Linked DNA regions of Sus scrofa: region 2 is linked to region 1. Evidence: chromatin contacts called from public HiChIP or PLAC-seq data. All regions are on one chromosome and are shown on one strand. Each heading gives the region's core, a stretch centred on a gene start, on an enhancer-like site or on the middle of the called end of the contact. The rest is flanking DNA. Distances are from core to core; before and after follow the strand shown.

Region 1 (4,055 bases), core at 538-3,037:
ACGATGTCGATGTCGCAGGTTGCTGTCCTTGAAGTTCATACCTGTCTTTGCTTCAGCAACTCCTCTGCGATGACTCACTCATTTATTTATTCATGCCCTTCCCTCTGCTCTAAAACAGGTAGGAAAGCGCTCTTACCAAATTTCTTTGTGGAAAAGTATTTCCAGGGACCCCAAATCCCAAATAGGAGTTCCAGTTCTAGAAATGAGCATGGGGTTTTTTTGGTGTGTTTGGGCCTTGCGCCCCCGGTGGAACATTTGCCTCCTTCTCTTCTCTGTTTGGGCTGGCTTCTCGAGCTGAGATGAAGGTGCAGGTGAGGTGTGTTGCGTGCTTTGGAAGGGCCAGTCTTGGGGGCTTCAGGTGCAGACACTTAAGTGAGCACGGGTGGCCCCTGCTGTGTGTGCTGAGCCTGGCTGGACTCTGGGGCAGGGCTCCAGGAACATGAGAAGCGATCTCCAGAAGGACCAGTTGAACTCCATCAGAGACCAGGTCGCCTATGAAATGTAGCATGTGACCGGCCTGTGCTGCCTGGAGACGGTTCCCATAGCTGGCCAGGGCCCCGGAGCCTGCACCCAGGGGCAGAGCCTGCCCTTACTCACGCTCCGCTCCAGTGTCTTGGGAGTTGTGCGGCGACTCCGGCCCAGGAAAGGGGAAGGAGGACCAGGCAGCTGGGTGCTGGCCTGGCTGTTGGCGTGTAGGGCTTCGTGATGCAGTTCTTGGAATGTTTCCGTGACTGTGTGACCAAGGCAGCACCTAGCAGCGGGCCAGGCACAGAACGGGTGCTCTACTAGTAATGATGAGTTCTTGGGTGGACCCGGACGCCTGAGTTCTGGAGCTTGCTGTGTTGCAACATGTCCTTTCCGTACATCTCTCGCCTTCTCAGGGGAAGTATGTTTGCTCGGAAGTGGCCATGGGTGCAGACTGGATGCGTAGCCTTGGCGATGTCACAGGGTTATCGGCTGTTCCTTTCACATTCCAGACCCTGGAGAGTGTTAACGGTTTCAGGAAAGGAGCTTTGTGGCTGAGGCGTCAGTTACCAGTTCCCTTGAAGTGACTCCGTCACCTCTTAAGTTGGTATCTGTTAAAAAAAAAAAAAAAAAGCGACTTCTCAGAATTATCAGCACATTTATCAAGTGCCAACTGCACGTAAAGCCCTGTGTTAAGCACCTTAGGGGTTGTCGGTGGGGCGGGTAAGCGCTGTTCTCCTGACTGAGCTGGATGGGGACGCGCCTGGGTCTTTCGGGAGGAGCGGGGCCTCTGCATCGCACCGCCGCCTGTTTCTCCGTCTCCGTCCCAGAACCCTCTTTCTGGGTCTTTCTCCCTTTCACACGTCACTCATCCCTTCCCAGGATTCCTTGCAAATTGATTTACAGGGGTTTTGCTGGAAAGCATCAGCTCTGTTTCATGACAATCGGCGTGGAAATCTCCTAGGAAGACCATGAACAGGGGCCATAAGGACATGAGCTCCTGCATCTCATGTGACCTCAGGGACAGGCACTTGAGGGCTGGAGGTCTTCCAGTGACTCATACCCGGTGAATCTGAGGACAGCTTCTTGCTGGGGAAAAGGTTAGGGTTCTTTCTCTTTCTCTGAAATCTGGGATAAATAGGTATGACCGTAGCTTCCTATTAAATCCCCTGGCCTCAGCAGGGCCCAGGGGCTCCTCTGTCCAGCCTCCTCTCTGAAAAACTCCTTTCTCCTCCTTCATAAAGGCCACACCTCAGGGCAGAGGAACATGGGGAGGGTGGAACTGGCCAAAGCCGCCTGGTGGAGCTACTCGGTTGATTCATATCCTTTTTCCTCTCTGGAGACCCGTTTCCTGATCTCTGAGACGGCTTCTGAGCTGGCAGCTTACTCAGAGACCTGAACCGGTGGAGGGGTGACACTTTTCATTTCCCTGAGACGCTCTCTGACTTTGCTTTCCCCGCCCCCACATCCCTCTCACCTGCACCCCCCAAACCTGGAACCTGGGAAACTTCTGTATCTGGATTCCGAATTGTGCCTTTATTAGCACCCCAGGCTTGGTGCTCTCTGCCCACCCCCCACCCCGCCCCTCAGCTTCCTGGTCACTAAATTCAGTGTCGGAACCTGAGTGTGTAAAGAGGAACTCGGCAGCCTCAGTTTAAGGGGATTTTGCCAGGATGGTGCAATCTTCGGCTTCTGGCGAGGTGGCCACAACCGCAGTTGGGGAAGAGGCGCAGGCTCTGCAAGAAGCATTCAGGACCCATCTACAGCCTGAATTTCATTCTGAGATGGAGGGGATCCGGAAGGGTTGCTCTTCCAGCCAATTATATCAAGTCATCGGACTCCAAAGGTTCTTTCTGTTCCTTTATTGTATTTGGGTTCAGAGTCCCCGTCTGGGTTTGTATTATATCTGGCAAAGGACCTGGGTTCTCATTTTTCTTCTTGGGCTGAGGCTGTAGATCTTGGAAACTCCTAGGAGAGCATTTTGCTCCTACCAAGGATCAGATACCACAGCCTTAAATAATGGATTTTGTTTCACTGTGGCCTGGGCAGAGCTCTTTGCTGCTGCCTCTTGCCCTGCTCATGTGCGGTGATGATACATGGGGCATTTCCAGGAGGGAGATGAACCCTGGATCCCCCCAATGGGCCTCTTCTCCTTGATAAACCCACTTGCTTGTTTCTATTTCTGATTGGCCTTGCTTCCCTTCCTTGCACCAGCAAATTCCCGGTGTTCACCCAGGCGACTTGTAGAGGCCTGCTTGGGGTCCTAGGTGAGCTGTGTCCTCCAAGCTTCTATGGCTCCCCCATCGCCTGCAATATTCAGTGCATGACCACTGTCATCCCAGAAGGCTTCTGAGGGGAGGATGAGTGCTCTGGCCCTGGAGGCTGGGTCCCTCTGCTCTCCCAGGTGTGCTGCCATGGGCTTTGGGAGGGGGAGGCTGCTTCCCAGGCCTCTCCCAAGGGGGCATCTAGGCGGTCCCGAATCTTTTCCTACCTCACAGGGATGTTGTGAGACTTTAGAAGGGATGAGGACAAAGGCCCCTGGAGCTCTTTGTAGAAAAGGCAGAAGAAAGGTCAAGTGTGGTCTATGCAAAGATGAAATATGGCCTGCTGATGCCGCAGACAAGCACATGCTCTCTGGGCCTTTCTTGGGCCCCGTGCCAGCCACAGCGCCAGCCACCTCGAGGCCAACCTGGGGGACTTCCGGATTTCGACATAGAGGTACCAGGCAAACCCCTACTCCATGCCCTGAACGAATTGCTGACCGACAGAGGCGATGGACCCTGCTTTTGAGGATGTACAAACGTGTGTCTGCGTTGATGTCTGTACTGTAAATTTCTAATTTATCACTGTACAAAAAACAAAAATCTTGGCTATTTAATTTTTGTATTAAAGGAAAATAAAGTTTTGTTTGTTAGCTGGTGTGTGACATGGCCTGTTCCTACAGGTATCTGAAAGCCCTTGGGAAGCAGTGAGAAGCAGAGAAGTGAGCCTCTTCCTGAGAGCCTCTTTGTCCTTTTTTTAAATTTTTTTTTTTTTTTTTTTTTTTTTTTTTTTTTTTTGCTGCTGCTATTTTTCCCTGCGGGGATTTCTCCTGGGTCAGTAAACCCCCGAGGTCCAAGGTCAACAGAATTTATCACTACTGTGGTCATCAGAAACGCTCGAGTGGTCACGTGACACTTTGGCTGTAACCACAGTGCTCAAGCTGTCATCCCGTGACACCCCTTTTGGGCATTTCCAAGATGTGTGGTCATTTTTACACACCTTCCAAGTCCCTTTGACTTCATCTGGCAGCCTGAGGAAAGGTCCGCTATATCTGGGAGAGCTTCAGGCCTCTTGAAAAGGGGACAGAGAGCTTTTTTTTAACTTCAGATTTTCATTAAAAAAAAATTTTTTTTTCTATTTACACAATAGTTTATTGTGTCACAATAGTGTCATAGACATGGGAATATGTCACATCAGTCAGCCAGGAAAATGACTTCTCCATCTAGTTTTATAAGTTGGGTGGCCTGTGTCCCCATAGCCAGAAAAGGCATCAGACAAGGTAGGCTCAAGGTCATTATCAGGACATTATCATGAGAGCAAGCAACATT
Region 2 (3,986 bases), core at 677-3,176, 970 kb before region 1:
AAGAATGAAATGACACAAAAATAGCAGCTTTTTTTTTTCTTTTCTTTTCTTTCTTTCTTTTTTTTTTTTTTTTTTTTTTTTTAAAGCTGCACCCGCGGCTTATGAAGTTTCCAGGGATTGAATCCAAGCCACAGAACGCAGCTGCAGCAGTGCTGGGTCCTTTAAGTTACTGTGCCAGGCCAGGGATCTAACCTGTGCCTCCGCAGTAACCTGAGCCGCTGCATTTGGATTCTTAACCCAATATGCCACAGTGAGAACTCTGAAGGCATTTTTTTAAAAAACACTGCTGTGTATATGCCAGAGATTTTGCTAGACATTTGAATCATATTTTCCCTAATACCACAATCATCTGTATCCGTTGTGTTTCTGGTTCTTAGAGCACTCTGAGATCTAACTGGTTTATTTGTCACATTCCCTTCTGAGACAGAGATGTGGTAGAATGAGGACAACTGTGGGAAAGGGGACCTGATAGGACCGAAGGCGCATGGAAGTTACCAATGATAACCTGTCATGATCAGTTTTGTCCTATAATTACCTTATTCCAAATCCCCATAACTCCTTGTTCTGCCTCTGCTCATTAGGCAAAGCAGACTCCACCATTTCTCCCATGGAAACAATGGGCAGGAAACTTTCTTTTGATACCACAGAGTTTGTCAGTGGAAAAACTAGTCCTTTCCACTCCTTCTGCCCAAACTCCTTTCTATAAATGAAGCAGAACAGTGATATAAGGCTTCTTTGATTATCCAGTAGAAAGAAGCTGAGATACCTTCATTCAAATGCACACTGTTGCAGGCACTGGCCATGAAGCTCACTTTCTTTGGCTAACAGTATGTGACTCCAGAACACAAGTTAATTAATGTTATGCCAATACTGTTTTGCTTCACCATGAGGAGATTGATTAGTCATGTATCCTGTTTTTATTTAAGCTGTACACCTTTTCCATTCACAACTCTAGTGGCAAAATAATTACTGCAGAAAATGCAAAGGTGCAGCCATGCAGACTCTGGGCGCTGATTTTGTGTTTACTACTAATGTTACCAGCTGGAGCCAGAACCGAGCTCAAGTTCAGCTACTCATGGCTCAGAAGTCAATATTTGAGAAACAAGGGTTGGTGGGAAAAGAAAGATGCTTTAATTGGGAAGCTGGCAACCTGGGGAGATAGTGGACTATCATTCCCCAAACCATTTTCCCCTTGCCAGTTAGAGGGAAAAGGGAGTTACAGGGGAAAAGTGGAAGGTTTCAGGGGTGCGCAGACAGACGCGATGTTCAGAATAGAACAGTCAGAAATCTGACAGTCATCTTGGAACTAGTCATGTCGTGCTCTGGTCAGTGTTATCTTAAGATTGTTTTAAACATAGCTAATCTGCAACTTCAGGGTCTGTTTATTCCCATTTCCTTGAGGCCGGTTCCTGGAATTGTGCAAGCCATAGAGTCAGCACTGCTCAAGATTCAGCAGCTTATGTCCTGGCTACCGTCTGGTTATCATATAGTTAGCTTTTTCCCTCTGATGGTGGTTATTATAGTATCTGCAAAACAACTCAGGAAAGTGCACTGGACACTGTTATCTATGTCTTTCAGGGAGGAACTAAAGATTCTGTGACTCAGCAGCTGTACTTCTGCTGTACTAATCTTTAACTGCTTGAGCCTGATCTTTGGTGACTCAGAGGAGGCCTAGGAGACTACAGCTTTTCTACAAACAGGAGACAGGGAGCACAGAAAATCTTTTGTACCTGGAATAGCTCCACAGGGTCCTGCTTGGCTTTACTAATTCAGTGTGTGACCTGGGTTAGTTCTTTCCCTGATGGGCCCCCAGATTTCCCCTCTGTGAAACTGAAGGGATTAGTTCCTTGCTTTCCAGGTCCTTTCCAGCATCAGCATCCCATGGTCTAAAGTGATTCATGGGCAGGAGATGACCATAGATTTTATGGAGCTCCACCTAGTGGCTCTGTCCCATACTGCAGCTCTAAATTCTCCCTGGGTTTCTTAGGCCTTGAGTGAGGCGCCTCAGATAGTTTTGGTTTGCTCATGACCTAGTACGTTCATAAACTGTAGAACAAGGGAGAATAGAGAGGAGTGGCAAAAAGAAGGGGACCAGGAAAAATACTTGTTTTGAGTGTCATATTTAGTAAAACCTTAAATTTAGATCAAATTCAGACTTGGGTACTATCTCTGAAATAATACAGATAGCTATTGAGTCTGTGAATGTGTATGTTTTAAGCATGAATTAATTAAATGTAAACATTTAAAATGTACTTCAGGTTTTGTAGCCATGTATAGATATTGTCACTTAAAATAATTAGAGCTGGAGCCTCAAATAAGCTAAGTAGTTTAAACTATTCTGACTTTTGAGAAATTCCATATGTAGAGAACACGGTTAGTACATGCCAAGCAAAATTCTACTGTGGTAGATTCCTTGAGGGATAAGTTCTTAGGGGAGATGGGGAAAAGCATGTAAAAATAATTAGTCCTATAAAATAATGAAGATGTTTCACTGTGTACCTGCTTCGTGATTAAGCTGAACACAGGACACAGAGTGGATGCAGGAGACGTAGTTCCCATTATCCTCAAGAGACTGATAATTTAGTAGGTGAGGCAGATGTTTATAGGCATGTTGAGAATATTATCTGTAAATATATGAGCTATGATAGAACTTTCTTCAATAACTTCAGTGGTAATACAACAGAGATATCTATTTTGTTGGGAGAGTCAAGGAATCCGTGGAATCGAAGACACAGAATACTGTAGAAGAACAGAATAGCAGGAATTCTTCACAGAATAGAAGCTGGTACTTAAAAGATAATTCAGCATTTTCTAATAGGATGGGGAGGAGCTCTTCAGAGAAACTGAAGAGCATATAACGCCACTCGTTAAGTGGAAAATGATTCACAGTACCAATGTCAAATGTGTCTGAGTGTTTAGAGAGTGAGGAAAGTCCATTTATCTTTTTCCTGTTCCTGTTATTTTCTCAGACAAAAGCTTAGCCCCAGTATTCATTTTTCTTCCCTGAAAGCACTAAAAAGTCAGCACAGCCATGACTACAATGTACCATGAAGCAAGTATGACTTGTTTGTAAAGAATATGGGCTTTTGAGGCTACAGAACTTGCTTTGAGTCCTAGCTCTGTGCTTTCTAGCTAAGTAAACTTGAGCAACATTTTAGCTCTTGGAGTTTTGTTACTCCTTTGCAAGATGTGAGAAAATAATAATACTCACTACATCAATTGTTAGGAAGATTAAACATGAGCACAAGTAATATCAGGAATGAAAGTGAGGACATTATTATTAGATATGAGAGAAATTAAAATGATAGAAATAATGAAAGACATTTGCTAATAAATAGTGAAATTTTGATAAAATTAATGTTACTTTAAAACACAATTTATTGTAACATACTCATGATGCACTATAAAAATTGAATAGTCCCATATCCAGTAAAAAAAAAAAAAAAAAGTATCTGAAAATAAAAAGCTTCCCACAAAGGAAACTCTAGGCACAGATAAATTTAGTGGTAACTTATTACAAACATTTAAGGAAAAAATAACACTAACTCTGCTAAACTTTTAGAGGACAGAAAAAGAGGGAACACTTCCAATTTTACTAGCCAGTGTAATCTTGATAACAAAACCTGATACAGACATTATAAGAAAGAAATATTACAAGTTAATATCTCTCATAAACGTAGTTGCAAAAATCCTCATTATATTAGCTGATAACGGCATCAAGTAAGATGGTTGTTTCAATATTTGAAAATCATATAATTCACCATATTTAGAAAATAAAGGAGAAAATCATATGATTATCTCAATAGTTGCAGAGAAAGCATTGATACCTCTCAATATCTATTCATCTTATAAACTCTTAGCATACTAGAAGTAGAATCTTCTTTAATATATTAAAGAACAGCCGTCAAACCCTCATGGAATGCTTCACGATTAATGGTAAAATCTTTGAAGTTTGCAGCATGAGATCAGGAATAAGATTAAGATGC

Evidence for each region. HiChIP or PLAC-seq counts read pairs in DNA pulled down with a chosen protein or histone mark.
Region 2: an H3K27ac HiChIP or PLAC-seq map of alveolar macrophages shows a contact between it and region 1. The contact joins two enhancer-like sites. A contact is called at or near these places in 2 of 2 datasets of contacts at active chromatin or transcription factors (alveolar macrophages and skeletal muscle).

The regions. Positions count from the first base shown.
Region 1 is chr9:20,712,038-20,716,092 of Sscrofa11.1, reverse strand. It overlaps FZD4 (frizzled-4), which reads left to right. Exons shown (of 3, transcript XM_005667210.3): 3 at 1-1,098. Among named protein-coding and RNA genes, the nearest start is that of FZD4, 7.4 kb to the left of the region's middle. Within about 2 kb of position 1,787, at least 28 of the 83 cell types and tissues checked have an H3K27ac peak or open chromatin away from gene starts, as enhancers often do. A contact at or near this core is called in alveolar macrophages, where this site is marked.
Region 2 is chr9:21,682,186-21,686,171 of Sscrofa11.1, reverse strand. No RefSeq gene overlaps it. Among named protein-coding and RNA genes, the nearest start is that of RAB38, 44 kb to the right of the region's middle. Within about 2 kb of position 1,926, at least 20 of the 83 cell types and tissues checked have an H3K27ac peak or open chromatin away from gene starts, as enhancers often do. A contact at or near this core is called in alveolar macrophages, where this site is marked.